Regions from separate parts of the Rattus norvegicus genome. Here region 2 is linked to region 1. The links are chromatin contacts, called in public Hi-C maps. All regions are on one chromosome and are shown on one strand. Each heading gives the region's core, a stretch centred on a gene start, on an enhancer-like site or on the middle of the called end of the contact. The rest is flanking DNA. Distances are from core to core; before and after follow the strand shown.

Region 1 (7,167 bases), core at 379-2,878:
GCATGGGGCAGATATCAGGCCACAGCACTTATGTAGCCAGAATGTCGTTTTTCCCACCTTCAAGTGTGACTCATTAGCATCGCAACCTGCCTTCAGATGCAGTGTGCTGAGGGCCGGTTCTGGGGCCTTGTGAGTACCCAGTACAAACTTTGGAAATGGCTCCTGGTGGGGACTGTGTGATGTCTGTGGACTCTCTGGGGTTGGGTAAGAGAGTACCTTGAATTAGAATTAGAAAGTTTGCAAACATTCCAGGGGAGACAAGCCCTACCCCAAAAACAGGTGAGGGGAAGGCTCCCGACTACAGAGGGGCTTCAGTGCAGAGAAAACAACAAAGACCCCAAGTTCCCAGAAGCCTCTTGGGCTGTCAGTACCAAGAGCAGTCATATTTGACATTTAATATTAGCTAACGGCTCTCATGCACCGAAGCAGCACACGCACGATACATGTGTGGACAGGAGGGAACGCCATGTAAATTGGCCCTCACTGTGGGCTAAGAACTTGACTACTCCAGTTTTTTTACTGCAGCCCTATGGAGAGCCTTACTTAAGGGATTGTAGGGCAAGCTGGCTGTCTACACTCCAGCGGATACCCAGGTTGTGTGTTCACATCGCCCAGGACACGGAGCCTGGGAAAGAGGCTTCTACCATGCAGCGCATCTCTCAGCCCTTCAGCAGGAGTCTGGTGTGATCATCGCAGAAGTGGGCCCCAAGGGCAGGCCGGCCGGCTGCAGCGGCCTCTCAGCCAGCCACAGGGGGGCAGCACTCTCCAGCATGTGTGGTTCGACTGTCTGCTGAAACAGTCTGGTCTAAGACACTCTATTTCGTTGCCGCTGTCGTCCATCACAGCTGTACTGAATTCATAGAAGGTAGACTTTAGTGTAGACGTAAAAAGTAGTGACCCTTTGCCCACTTAAGTTGCTGACAGCAGTGGGTGAGTGGGGATTTAAGCGGCCCTGTGCTTGTCTGAAGGCAGATAATATACCAAGTAAATGGGAGCTTTAATAGACTGTCGGTGACCCTGACCCTGTGAAGGGGTGAATCACTGCATTGCATCTGTGAAGCCTTCTCTGCTACCAATAAAGCATCAGGCTTTAGTTTAATTAAGTTCATGAACATATTATTATTTCTTCTGGAGGTGTAAAATACAAATACATACATACATACATACATACATACAAACAAACATACATACATACTACATGCAAGCATGCCTGACTTTCAAACGATTTTAATTTTTTGACCTTTCAAAAATCATATTCATGGACGGTGGACTCAGGTGCTTCTGGGTAAGGACAGATGAGTATATGCAAAGTCTCCAGAAAGGGGAACAGAGAATGCCCCAGAGAGGAGTAGGTGAGAGGAAGGTGGCTTCACCAAGTGGATTTCTGCTTGGAAAGGGAGAGTGGATATTCTAAAGAGTAAGAGTCCTGATGGGGTTGGGGATTTAGCTCAGTGGTAGAGCGCTTGCCTAGGAAGCGCAAGGCCCTGGGTTCGGTCCCCAGCTCCGAAAAAAAGAATCAAAAAAAAAAAAAAAAGAGTCCTGCTGAGAGATGGAGGGAGGGGAATAGCCTGGGGTCTCACAGGAACAGGAACGGCTGTGGAGGGAGCTGGCTGACTCTGCCATGCCCTTCTTCTGAATCAGCAGTGGAATGCTGGCTTGACCGGTTTTGAAGAGGAGTGCAGTAAAAGACAAGAGAGCTGTGATTCTAGGTGAGGGCATATCACAGCCCAGGTGGAGCTTGACAGGTGACTCAGAAGGGACCACGGCCTCGGGCTCTGTGTAAAAGATAAGAACAGCCTAGAAGTCCAGTGAGCAGAAGGGAGTGGGTCAAGACTACCAAACAGATGGTGCAGCCACCGTTTTTGCGCTTGTTTGGAGCTGCCACGGACGATTCAGTAGGCATTTGATTTGTCTTTGCTCCAGTTTTCATGACTCTGTGCAGCCCTGGCTGGCCTGGAATTCACTCTATAGATGAGGCTAGCCTTGAACTCAGACACCTGCCTGCCTGCTTCTGCTTCCCGAATGCTGGGCTTAAAGAACTGTGCCATTAAAGCCCGGCTCTTTTTCCTTTCCTCTCCTCTCCTCTCCTCTCCTCTCCTCTCCTCTCCTCTCCTCTCCTCTCCTTTTCTTTTTTTAGTGTCTGTTAATTTCAAGGACTTAGGAAGGTAGTGACTCATCCGAGGAGAGACAGAAACTAGATGCTAGATGCAGTCTCTAGTGATAACTCGAATAAAATGTATACAAACTAAACATGAAGAATTCAAATTCGGTTAGAATAGCAGAAGAGGATTGGAGAGACGGCGAGAGAGGGTTCATCGGTTAGGAGCACTGACTGCTCTTCCAGAGGTCCTGAGTTCAATTCCCAGCAACCACATGGTGACTCACAACCATCTGTAATGGGATCTGATCCCCTCTTCTGGTGTGTCTGAAGACAGTGGCAGTGTACTCATACACATAAAATAAATAAGTCTTTAAAAAAAATCAACTGACTTTCTTTTTTAAAAAAAAAGAGTATCTAAAGAAGCTTGAGGATAAAGAATCTTTGGGAGGAAGAGAAGGTGATTGTGGAGGCAGAGAATTAAATGCTACAGCGACCCAAGACATCTACAAGTGTTGCTGGTGGGTGTGAACACAGAGAGGGTTCATTTGCTCGAAGAGCAGAAACATCTGTGGAATGTGGACTGAGAGGCCTGGGAGGGGATTGTTTTGTGACTTCATTTTTCTTCCCTGACTGTCATGCTCTGGATACCTGCAAGGGAGGAAGTGAGGCCTGTTCTCTGAATCGCTTTGATAGGACCTCAAAGACATTTGCATTTAGTGCCCTGATTTATTTTAATGTGCAGGAAGTTCTCGGCTATTTCAGAAATTAACTGTGTTTGGATATTTTGAAATCCACTGCTGAACAAAAGCCTTCTGCAAGCATTCCTTCCTCCCATCCCCTCACCTCTCACACCCTGCTAATAACCAAGCTTGCAATTAGCTTTTGCCTGTAGCCCACGTTTGCGTTTGAAGTTGAAAACCACTTTTGAAGTTAACAAATGTTTCAATAATGGACTTCAGTTACGCATACGCTTGGAAGGTAAATGTCTATTTTTAAAAAAAATATTGTTACTCATCCATTTTAGATCCTTCTTAAAGAGTAATTACAGCTAGAGGTCATTCTTGTCCCCCCTAGTTTATTGAGTTGGCGACACAAAGATGTCACTATTAGTGTTGTGGTTTGGTGTTGCTGAAGGTGGGGCCGACTCTTGATAGGGCAGAGGGGATGTCTGGGTTAGATGTGGAACAGCTTGGAGGACCAAGGAGACCCCACCCTTGCCTCTCTAAGCAAACTTAATATGAGTTACACAAAACACTGAGTCACGGGGTTGGGGATTTGGCTCAGTGGTAGAGCGCTTACCTAGGAAGCGCAAGGCCCTGGGTTCGGTCCCCAGCCCCGAAAAGAAAAAGAAAAAAGAAAGAAAGAAAGAAAGGGGCTGAGGATTTAGCTCAGTGGTAGAGCGCTTACCTAGGAAGCACAAGGCCCTGGGTTCGGTCCCCAGCTCCGAAAAAAAGAACCAAAAAAAAAAAAAAAAAAAGAAAGAAAGTAAAACACTGAGTCACCGTACGCCTTGTCTAGTAAGATGGGTAGGAAGACCTGGGCTGGGCTGTCTCACCTTGCTTTGTTCTGCTGCTCATTCTGTATCTGAAGCTAGCAGTTATGCACTTGGCCTGGCAGTGCAGAAGCATTCTTACAGGGGACATATACCCACCTGTCTGCATCAGTCCCCAGGCAGTCACTAGCACTTATCTTGGTCACCACAGCACAGACGTAAAGATTTTGATCTTTCTAGCAAGCCTTTGGATACCGCTAAATGTGTGTGGTAACGACTTTAGGTGAATTTTAACAGGCCCTAAAGCTTAAGTTACTGAATTTACCCATAGCCCTGGGGGAGTCCTGACCCTGTTGGCTTGAAGTGTCCCTATTGGGATCTCAGGTTTTTTCCTTCTGACTAGAATGTTCCTGTAACCCATCCACCCTGTCCTGCCTCCAGGAACGGTGCCCTTGTCTTCTTTTCCAGAAACCTTCAGTTTTTCCAGGATTTATACTTTTCTCTGTTTGACTAAATCTCACTGTCTTTAAAAATAGTCTTATGTGATTTGTCATCTTTCTTTCACGGGTTGGGCCAGCAAGCCTCTGGATTCTGTTGATCCCAACAGGCAAGAATAAGATCACTACCACCATTTTTTGAGCCAGATTTGAAGTAAAGTTTACTAAATCCTGGCCGGGATGGTGGACACTTGCTGGATCCACACCTGGGGTTCCCAGAGAATGGCTACAAGTTCTGTAAATCAGGTGCTTACAAAGGCAAAACCCACAAGGCTATGTGCTTCCTGCCTTTGTCCAGTCGGGAACAAGCAACATCCTGCTTAAGTGCTTCATGCCACCTGTGATCAAGCACTTCCTGTGCAGTTGGTGCAACCAACCTTGTTTACAGAAGTGAAAACACATGGTTTGTTATCTTACATGAACAACAACCCCCATCGTTTCAGGAGGTCATCCGTTCTTGGATTTATAGCTTAGAAGGTTGTTAGTTTGTTTTATAGTTTTGGTTTTTTTTTTTTAGGATTTATTTTTACTTATTCCATGTATACGAGAACACTGTAGCTGTCTTCAGACACACCAGAACCCCATTACAGGTGGTTGTGAGCCACCATGTGGTTGCTGGGAATTGAACTCAGGACCTCTGGAAGAGCAATCAGTGCTCTTAACCGCTGAGCCATCTCTCCAACCCATTTTATAGATTTCTCAAAATAGTAATTTAATAGCTAGACCATGGTGGTACATGCCTGTAATCCCAGCACTTGGGAAGCAGAGGCCAGTTGATCTCTGAGTTCAAGGACAGCCAAGGCAGCCAGGGCTATACAAAGACACCCTGTCTCAAAACAAAACAAGACAGTACTGTAAACATAAAACATAACTCTGGCCCTTGCAAATCCTCCTATTGCAGCCTTCCGAACACTAGAATTCCAGGCACAAACCACTGAACTTTTACATGGTGGATGGCAATCTGAAATTAAGTCCTCATGCCTGAACAGCAGGCACTTTACACGCTGAGCCATTCTCCCGGCCTCCTGTAATCTGACATCTTCCTGATTGCCGATGTGCTGGCCTTCCTGCTGTTTGCCTTTTGCTTTTGTTGGAAAGAAGACTGACTGGTAAGTTCAGGTTGACCTTATACTTTTGATCTTCCTGTCTCCTACCCACCCCGACGACTCCTCGGGTCACAGATGTGCCTCACTTTGTGCTGGCCTTTTCTTATGCCCTTCTCCCTATTTCTTTACAGGACTCCTTGTTAGTAGCTCCCCTTGAGATCTCCAGTATTCCTAGTTTTCTCCAAGCTATGATAATACCTTTTCTTTGTTTCTAACTTTCTGCTTATTTGTTTGTTTGGAGACAGGGTTTCTCTGTGTAACCCCAGCTGTTCTGGGCCTCACTCTGTAGACCAGGCTGTCCTGGAACTCTGAGATCTGCCTGCCTCTGCCTCCAGAGTTCTGGGACTAAAGGCGTGTGCCACCACCACTGCTGGTTTATTTCTAAGATGGTCCTCAGCCTCACATTTAGTCCTCACTCTTATTTCCCTTCTATAACCTCTTGAGTATCAAGTGAACATTCCTGGACCTCACCTACCCATTTTCACCCCCCCCACACACACATACACATATACATACACACTTATATGTATAAATGTTTATGAGTTTTCACCGGAAGCAAAGTACAGAAAAACTCCCAAATGTTAAATAACAGGTGGAATAAAAACAAAGAGGTTTTGTGTTAAAAAAAAAAAAAACTGCTAGAGGTCATGGGGGTAGACGGTAATGACACACATACCTTTAATCGAAGTACTAGGGAGGCAGAGGCAGGTGGATCTCTTGAGTTTCAAGTCAGCTTGGTCTTCAGAGGGAGTTCCAGAACAGTCAGGGCCACACAGAGAAACCCTGTCTCAAAAAAAAAAAAAAAAAAAAAAAAACTAAATTAAATTAAATTAAATTAAAACTTCAAAAAAACTGCGAGAGGGCTTAAGAGTTCCCCAGGTACGCCATCTGGTCAAAAACCCACTGCGGAGGAGGTCTTAGGCCTCAGGGGCAAACTTGATACCTGCTAAATTGTCACCGTGCCAAGCTTCCTTTTAAATATGTATGTTTATACCCACAGACAGATGCTACTTCCAGCCCCAGTCAGAGAAGTTTCTCTTTGCGGCTGGGAAAGGTGGTGAATACAGAGACATACAGCTGCTCAGGGTGCCAGGAGTGCTAGCTGAATGCTCAGCCCCAAACAGGACATATATACTCTGTCACCGCCAAGGCTCAGGCAGGGATCATCATGGAAGAGGGTGAAGAAAGATTGTGAGACTTACAAGTTAGGGGAAAACGCCGTTAAGCGCTGTATTACCAGCATAGCACAGCCAAACAAGGGACCTCACAGCCGATACCTCTGGCTATCAGGGGCCTGCACAGGACTGGACATGTTAGAAGTCAGTCAAGGATTGGGGCGGGGCTTATGACCCCTTCCTGGTTAATGATTGGCTACTGATGGCCTCTGGGCAGAACAGACATTGGGTTTAGTTGTGTACTCACTGAGACGCCCACAGGACTATAATGGATGTTTCTAAACCTGTGGCCGCTTAAAGACAGTAGGTTCCCCGACCCAACCAAACCAGACAAAACCATGGAGACCGGAGAAATGAACTTGTAGGGAAGAGGAGTGTGCAACAGGAGCGCGAAAATTAGATGGGAAGGAGAGTTACGGTAATCAGAGTGCACTTTATACACTCTGTGATGAACACGTCTGCGAACAAATCCAGTAAAGGTTATGAAACAAAAAAACAGTGAAATTATTCAGAGATTGACTGTTGGTTTGTGGGAGTTCCTTGCATTCTTGTGTCTCTGCTGATGGTAATACGAATTATAAGTATTTTTCTCCTTGGAAGTTCACCTTTCACTTCTTGCATCTTGCTCCTTTTGGAGAAGGCATAGGTAGAACAAGTCTCACGTGCCCAGCAATTCTTTTTTTTTTTTTTTAAGATTTATTTATTTGGGTTGGGGATTTAGCTCAGTAGTAGAGCGCTTGCCTAGCAAGCGCAAGGCCCTGGGTTCGGTCCCCAGCTCCGAAAAAAAATGTATTTA
Region 2 (7,017 bases), core at 3,169-5,668, 120 kb before region 1:
TGCTTCCTGGCTATCATGTATAAAGCCTCTTCATCTACCTACCCCCACTCCCAGGATGCTCTTGTCTCATTTCAGGCCCAAAGTAACGGGAGGGAGCAAAATGTGAAATGACCCTTCTGAAACCAGGAGCCAAAGTCAACCTGCTTTGAGGTGTTCCCTCTTGAACTATGTCACAGTGATTAAAATTTTACTAACAGTATTTTGGGACAGGAAAAAAAATCCAGACACCTTTATAGATTAGCAGGACTCTCAGTTCTAGTGGATACAAAGGCCGTGAGTGAGCACCTTGCCCTCCTCTGTCCTGCGGCTCTGGTTTCCAGGCTCCTTCCGTCTCAGTATGTTCCCTTTAAATGTGCAGCCCAGAAATCCTGAGACTAGGAAAGAAAGGCTGGAGAGACTGAGGTATCAATGCCCTTGATCTGAAAACAATACACTTTGCTCATCATTTTATTAGCTAAACGAAGGCCATCCCATTGCAAAGGGTCTGGAGGGGTAGCTTCCTTTTGTGCCCAGGAAAAGATGGAGGACCAAACTCAAGGAATAGGAGTCGGGGGCTGGGGATTTAGCTCAGTGGTAGAGCGCTTACCTAGGAAGCGCAAGGCCCTGGGTTCGGTCCCCAGCTCCGGAAAAAAAGAACCAAAAAAAAAAAAAAAAAAAAAAAAAAAAAAAGGAGTCATTCTGAAATCAGTTAAACTGCTAGCAAGGTATGAGGCAGGCTAGAGGAGCATGTGAGCATTTGTATGCACAGCGTCTTCTACCAGCACGTGAATGAAGGGGGTGCACTGCCCAATGAGAGACAAACCAAAGTAGAGGAAAGGAAGACTTCAACCCAAGCCCATGTGGAGAATGGCTCTGATGCTAGTGAGGAGATTCTCAGAGTGGCAGCTGGGACTAAACTGAAAGGACACAGTGCCGATCTGATGCAGCTGTGTGGGCATTTGTAGGAAAAAAAAAACCAAACAAAACATTAACTAAGAAAGAAGCAGCAGAAAGGGCCACAGCCCACCCCAGAGAGCAGAATCAGGGCTGTGTGTCAGGGAAGGCACAGGCTGTCTCCGGGTCTGGGTCTACTCAGAATGTTACTCGAGCGAATAGTTTCCTTTCTGCTTTAGCAGCTGGCTAATATTTTGCCACTGGCCACAAACACATCCCGGGGGACAATGGATAACAACCAGGATACAGAAAATAAAGCTTGCCCTAAAGGAATTCACAGTTCTGTTAGGGAAATTGTATCTGTCATTAGCAGCCGCAGAATTTCTGTTCTGAGACCCTGGTCTCCTCAAAGGCCATGTAATTGTAGCTAATTTCTGTGCAAGTAGTGGGACTTAGAAGTCGGGCTATTTCAGACATGAAAACTATTATCTTGATGTCGCTCGCTGCTCTTTTATAGAAATATTTGAACAGTGGCATTCTTCTTTCTTCCTAAGGAAACCAGAATGTGAAAAAGGATCCTAAAGAAACAAATGAGATGGGCTGGGGAGGTGCCTGTGCAGATAAAGTGCTGGCAGGCAAGTTTGAGGACAGGTGCTCTAGTCCCCAGAACTCACAGAAAAGCTGGGGAAGCCTGAGGTCTCCCCTGTCACCTCAGTGCTTGGGAGGTAGAGATTCTCAGGGCAAGCCAGCTGCCTGAACTGGCAAAATGTGTCACCTTCAGCAAGTGACCTTCTCAGGAAATGAAGTGGAGAGTGAGATCGATACCAACACCAGTCTTTGGTCTCCACGTATAAGTGTGTGCATGTGCCTGTGAGCCCCTACACACTCATGCACACACACGGTGCACACACCCGAGCATTCACATTTACATTTTCTTTTCAGACCCTTTATTCTTATAATGTCATCTAAATTGTAGATTCATATATACCAAAGAGTCAGTGTCACACACACACACACACACACACACACACACACACACACACACACATATACCAACAACACTTGAAGAAAGATAAAGTTATAAATTCACATTGAATCCTATTTTGTGTGGATATGGCCCCCTTTCTGTATATGGTGTGTGTGTGTGTGTGTGTGTGTGTGTGTGTGTGTGTGCGTGTGTAGCATATATGTGTGTGGTGTGTAGTATGTCTGTGTTTGGTGTGTATGTGTGTGGTGTGTAGTGTGTCTGTGTTTAGTGTGTGATGTGTGTGTATGTGATGTGTGTGTGTGTAGCATATATGCGTGTGGTGTGTAGTGTGTCTCTGTGTTTGGTGTGTGTGTATGTAGTGTGTGGTATGTGTCTATGTTGTGTGTGTATGTGTGTGTGGTGTGTAGTGTGTCTGTGTTTGGGGTGTGATGTGTATGTATGTGGGGTGTGTGTATGTGTGTGTGTATGTGTGTGTACGCATGTGTAGCATATATGTGTGTGGTGTGTAGTATGTCTGTGTTTGGTGTGTATGTGTGTGGTGTGTAGTGTGTCTGTGTTTAGTGTGTGATGTGTGTGTATGTGATGTGTGTGTGTGTAGCATATATGCGTGTGGTGTGTAGTGTGTCTCTGTGTTTGGTGTGTGTGTATGTAGTGTGTGGTATGTGTCTATGTTGTGTGTGTATGTGTGTGTGTGGTATGTAGTGTGTCTGTGTTTAGTGTGTGATGTGTGTGTATGTGATGTGTGTGTGTGTAGCATATATGCGTGTGGTGTGTAGTGTGTCTCTGTGTTTGGTGTGTGTGTATGTAGTGTGTGGTATGTGTCTATGTTGTGTGTGTATGTGTGTGTGTGGTGTGTAGTGTGTCTGTGTTTAGTGTGTGATGTGTGTGTATGTGGGGTGTGTGTGTGAGTGTGTGTGTACATGTGTGTGTGTAGGGAAGACATAGATGGTGCCTTCCTCCATCACTCCCCTTTATTTCTGGAGAAAAGCTCCTTCACTGAACCTAGTCCTTGGCAGTCTTAGGCAGGGTAGCCAGCAGCCCCTGGCCCAGGATCCTCCTGTCCCGTCTCTTCTCCAGCATTGGTTAGGGGTGTGAGCTGCAGCCCTAGCTCTTTGGCTGTGGGTCCCAAGGAATCAGTTCTCATGCTTCACAAGCTCACGCATCACGGCAACAGCTTCACTGAGCAAGCCACACCCCCAGCCCTGCGAAGTTGATTTATACCTAAGCAAGTTAGACCTGCAATCCTTAAAATCCCATCCTTATAGTAATTACACACATTGGCAAACCAAGTATCGAGTGCCTTTTTTATCTGAATTTGTCCCAAATCACCTCTAACTCTACCACCTTTACCCTCAGGTTGTCTTGTGAGCAACGACTTGTTCCCTTAAAAACATTCCTGAGCACAGAGGGAAGTTGAGCACTGCCTACCTGACACTGTGAAGGCCTGGGTTTTAGCCCCAGCTCAGGCCCTCCGCATAAAGCTCCCATCCAGCCTCCTTACCCACTAAAGGCCATCACTTCTCAGCAATACACACCATGCCAAAAGTTTATTGGGGGGGCTTACATTTACTGAAAGAAATACACAGTGAACAATTTTTCATAGTAACAGGGGGAAAGAAAGAGAGAAAGAAAGGAAGGAAGAAAGGAAGGAAGGAAGGAAGAAAGAAAGAACACAAGAACACAGTAACCAGACTTTTATGGATGAATCCAGAACTAATTGCTATAGCACTTTACTTGATATTTAAAAATAGTTTATTGAGAGCCTGTTACAGACTATGCTGAGCCCTGGAAGCATTGAAACTTTAATATTATATCTTATGAGTTGCAGGTGTCTCCTGTATGTTCCTTATATCAACTCACTTCATTCCCTAGAGCAATAAAAGATGGCCTTTCTGCTTCTGAGTTTACAGTCAGTGTGTGTGATAAGCTATTGACTGGATGCATGAGTCTCAGGCACAAATGAACCACGGTCCTCACTTAACACAAGGATGGCGGTACATCACCACTAGATGGTACTGTTAAATCCCACATTGTTCAAGCTTGACATTAGCAGCGGATTTTTTTTTTAAAAAAATAAATTCCTCTTAGTACATTCTTGCCCTTCCTATCAGCACAAATCTTCTGACTTGGGTCTGCTAAGTCACCCGTTTCGAAGGAATGATAGCCTTTGATTCATAACGAGAACTCGTGGGTTATGTCTGTTCTCTGGGTTAAATAGAACATGGACTTTGGAAAAGAGCCACAGACTCCCCGTTTTCTTTCACAACTGCCTTAGAGCTAAAGAAAACATCACAAGGATTTGAAATAATAATTTTCGTAGCCCACTAGGAAATTTCAAAGAAAACAGAGATGGCATTGAAGAAACATGAAGTTGGCCATTCTTTCTGATAGACGTAGTTGATGGCATAGGCTTGTTTATTTTCATTGCTAAGTCTTGCCTGGGAAGATTGTTGTCCTTCTCAGTGGGATTCAAGCAACCAGGTTGTGGCCGATACCCCATTTAATCCAAGCACTGCAGTTCCCAGTGGTTCCTCTGACAGCCTTAGTGTGGCTCAGTTCCCCAGGAAAACAATCCATTCATACAGACCAGAGAGCACTGGAAGCTAACTTCACTGTGCACTGCTAAATTGGGTCATTTTTTCATTGGAAAAAAATTCCATACTATTTACATGAGGTCATTTTTATTCTGGTCTGAGATGCGTAGCTGAAGCTCCCAGCTCATTTATGATGAATGCGTCACACACAGAGATGGTTCTCCAAGTTCCACTCTCAATAATTCCCCCAGAACAGAAGCTTCTCCTCTAGGCAGCCGACGTTTGAATTATGTGCATCAGCTCAAAGGCGAAAAGATGGTTTCAGGATCTTCTACCGATAGCAAAACCCATCAGTGTTCAAAACCCAGATAAAACGACACAGCACTTGCAGGTAACTACTGAGCCCCCTTCTATACGTTTTAAATCATCTCTTACCATGCTGTATGCAACGTGAATGGTTTTATACTATTCTTGTTGGAGGAACAATTGATAATAGAAAGTCTATCCACATTCAGGACAGACACAGCCTCTTCCTTTAATGTGTTCAATCCACAGTTGTTTACACGAATGGGTACAGAACCCAGGAATGCAGAGGTCTGGTTATGTAGATAAGGATCTCTTCAACGAGGAACACATTGAATGGTTAAAATGCAAAATTAAACAGCTGAAAAGTATGCTTACATTCACATCTATTCCCACCTCCTTCATGAAAGAGCACATCCTTCAAACATCTAGCTCAGTACCTTAAAAAGAAATCCCTTATATACTTTTACCATAAGTACAAATATATGTATTCCAGTTAAAAGTGCAACCATATATATACATATATATATGTATATATATGTATGTATGTATTTGAGAGAGAACGGCCCTCATAGGCTTATAGGGAGGGGCACTGTAGGAGGTGTGGCCTTGTTGAAGAGGGTGCAGCCTTACTGACTGGATGTGGCTTTGTTGGAGAAAGTCCTGTTGATTAGAAGGTGAACTTTGAGGTCTCCAAAGTGCGCTCTCTCTCTCTCTCTCTCTCTCTCCCTCTCTGCATATGTGTGTGTGTGTGCATGTGTGTGTGTAGTGTGTGTGTGTGTGTGTGTGTGTGTGTGTATTACTGTTTTCAAAGTAAAAATTCCAAATGCCTGTTTTCTGAGTACTCTTACAAAATCTGTGAACACAAAGTGTAAGGATGGTTCCTCAGTCATAGGAAATGTCAGAGGTCAAGAGGACTCAGTCAAAGGCCCAAACAGGACCACTGTGCTTGGGAGCTGAGTTGCCTGCAGGAGACCTGCACCTGACCAAGTCCATCAGCCTGCAGGGTCAGTGGGGCAGGGCTAGTCCTTCCCACTAGCTGAGGAGCTACTCACAGTTGATGGCTCCTCCAGGAGGAAAAGTAGGTTTTCCTTAAGGGTGTGGCCCCTGGTAGTTCAAGCACTCACAGTGGATGGCCATGAATCTAAAGGCAGAATACACTGGATTAGGTGAGATAAGAGAGATGTGGGGGCGGGGGAGAGACAAAAACAAAGTTGGAAAAGGGTAGAAATGAGTCTTGAATGAGTTGGGAGTAGAAATGGGGATAAATGTAGTAAAAAATATTGTATGTCTATATGATAGTCTCAAAATATTAACTAAAAAATGTTTTAATGATGGTTCGTACCCTCAAGGGCAGATAGTACATTAAAGTCAACAAGCTTAAACTTTAAAAATAGCCCAAGGCTCCATAAACCCAGATACCAGAGTGCATGCTGGCAATGCTAGGGGCTCAGATAAAAGGAAGCAGAGGATTTCCCAGCAGTGGCATAACTATAGAACTTACCGGTCATAGTTCCTGTCCTGGCTGTGTACTTCAGTACTTACCAATGCCTGTCTCCTGCCAAGGGACTGTCTCAGTGCCCACCTTAGTTACCGTTCATTGCTGGGAGGAGACACCGTGACCACGGCTGCTCTTGTAAAGGAAAACATTTCATTGAGGCTGACTTAGAGTTTCAGAGTTCATTTTTCAGCTCACTATCATCATGGCAGGAGACGTGGTTGCGGTCAGGCAGACACAGTGCTGGAGAGATAGCTGAGTATCGATCTAAACCATTCAGAGGCAGCAGGAAAAAGAATATATAAGCCACCAGGCCTGCTTTGCGCTTCAGAGACCTCAAAGCCCAGTCCCTAGGGACACACTTTCTCCAACGAGGCCACACCTATGCCAACAAGGCCACACCCACTCCAATAAGACACCCACTCCAACAAGGCCATACCTCCTAATAATGCCCTCTCTACAAACCTACCAGCCCAGTTCCTTTCAAACCACCCTAGTGACTATGAGGTAATCCATGTAGCCATCTCCAGTGAGAGAATGCTGGCTGGGAAGCAAAGATTGAGCCATAATTCAACGCTATCTCATCACCCAGGAAGGGTTAGCTCCCAACACTTGGCCAACTACGACACGCCCCATGAAGAATTTGCTGGCTGATTCTCATTATCACAAGGTCCTTACCTTCCTGGGCCCACTCTCTGAGCAGAGATGCTTCAGCATGAGTGACTTCTCACATGTTTTGAGGAACAGCCAGAAGTAGCGAGCATTCAAATAAACAGTCAAAAAACAACAACAAAATACTCAAACCCCTGGCATTAAAGAAG

The links. Hi-C and Micro-C count contacts between places; a contact is called where the count stands out from the background.
Region 2: a contact with region 1 is called in a Hi-C map of the A7r5 cell line, with 6 times the contacts expected there. The contact joins two enhancer-like sites. A contact is called at or near these places in 3 of 12 Hi-C or Micro-C datasets (the A7r5 cell line, the Rat2 cell line and Schwann cells).

What each region holds. Positions count from the first base shown.
Region 1 is chr1:128,465,737-128,472,903 of GRCr8, reverse strand. LOC134485126 (a long non-coding RNA gene) reads right to left here and starts at 6,513. Exons shown (of 3, transcript XR_010063023.1): 1 at 6,399-6,513; 2 at 5,873-5,979; 3 at 1,212-1,775. It also overlaps a transcript of Tjp1 not described here. Within about 2 kb of position 1,628, at least 10 of the 93 cell types and tissues checked have an H3K27ac peak or open chromatin away from gene starts, as enhancers often do. A contact at or near this core is called in the A7r5 cell line, where this site is marked.
Region 2 is chr1:128,593,447-128,600,463 of GRCr8, reverse strand. LOC102546680 (a long non-coding RNA gene) reads right to left here. Exons shown (of 3, transcript XR_010063025.1): 1 at 5,754-7,017; 2 at 4,831-5,013; 3 at 3,179-4,726. Among named protein-coding and RNA genes, the nearest start is that of Tars3, 27 kb to the left of the region's middle. Within about 2 kb of position 4,418, at least 10 of the 93 cell types and tissues checked have an H3K27ac peak or open chromatin away from gene starts, as enhancers often do. A contact at or near this core is called in the A7r5 cell line, where this site is marked.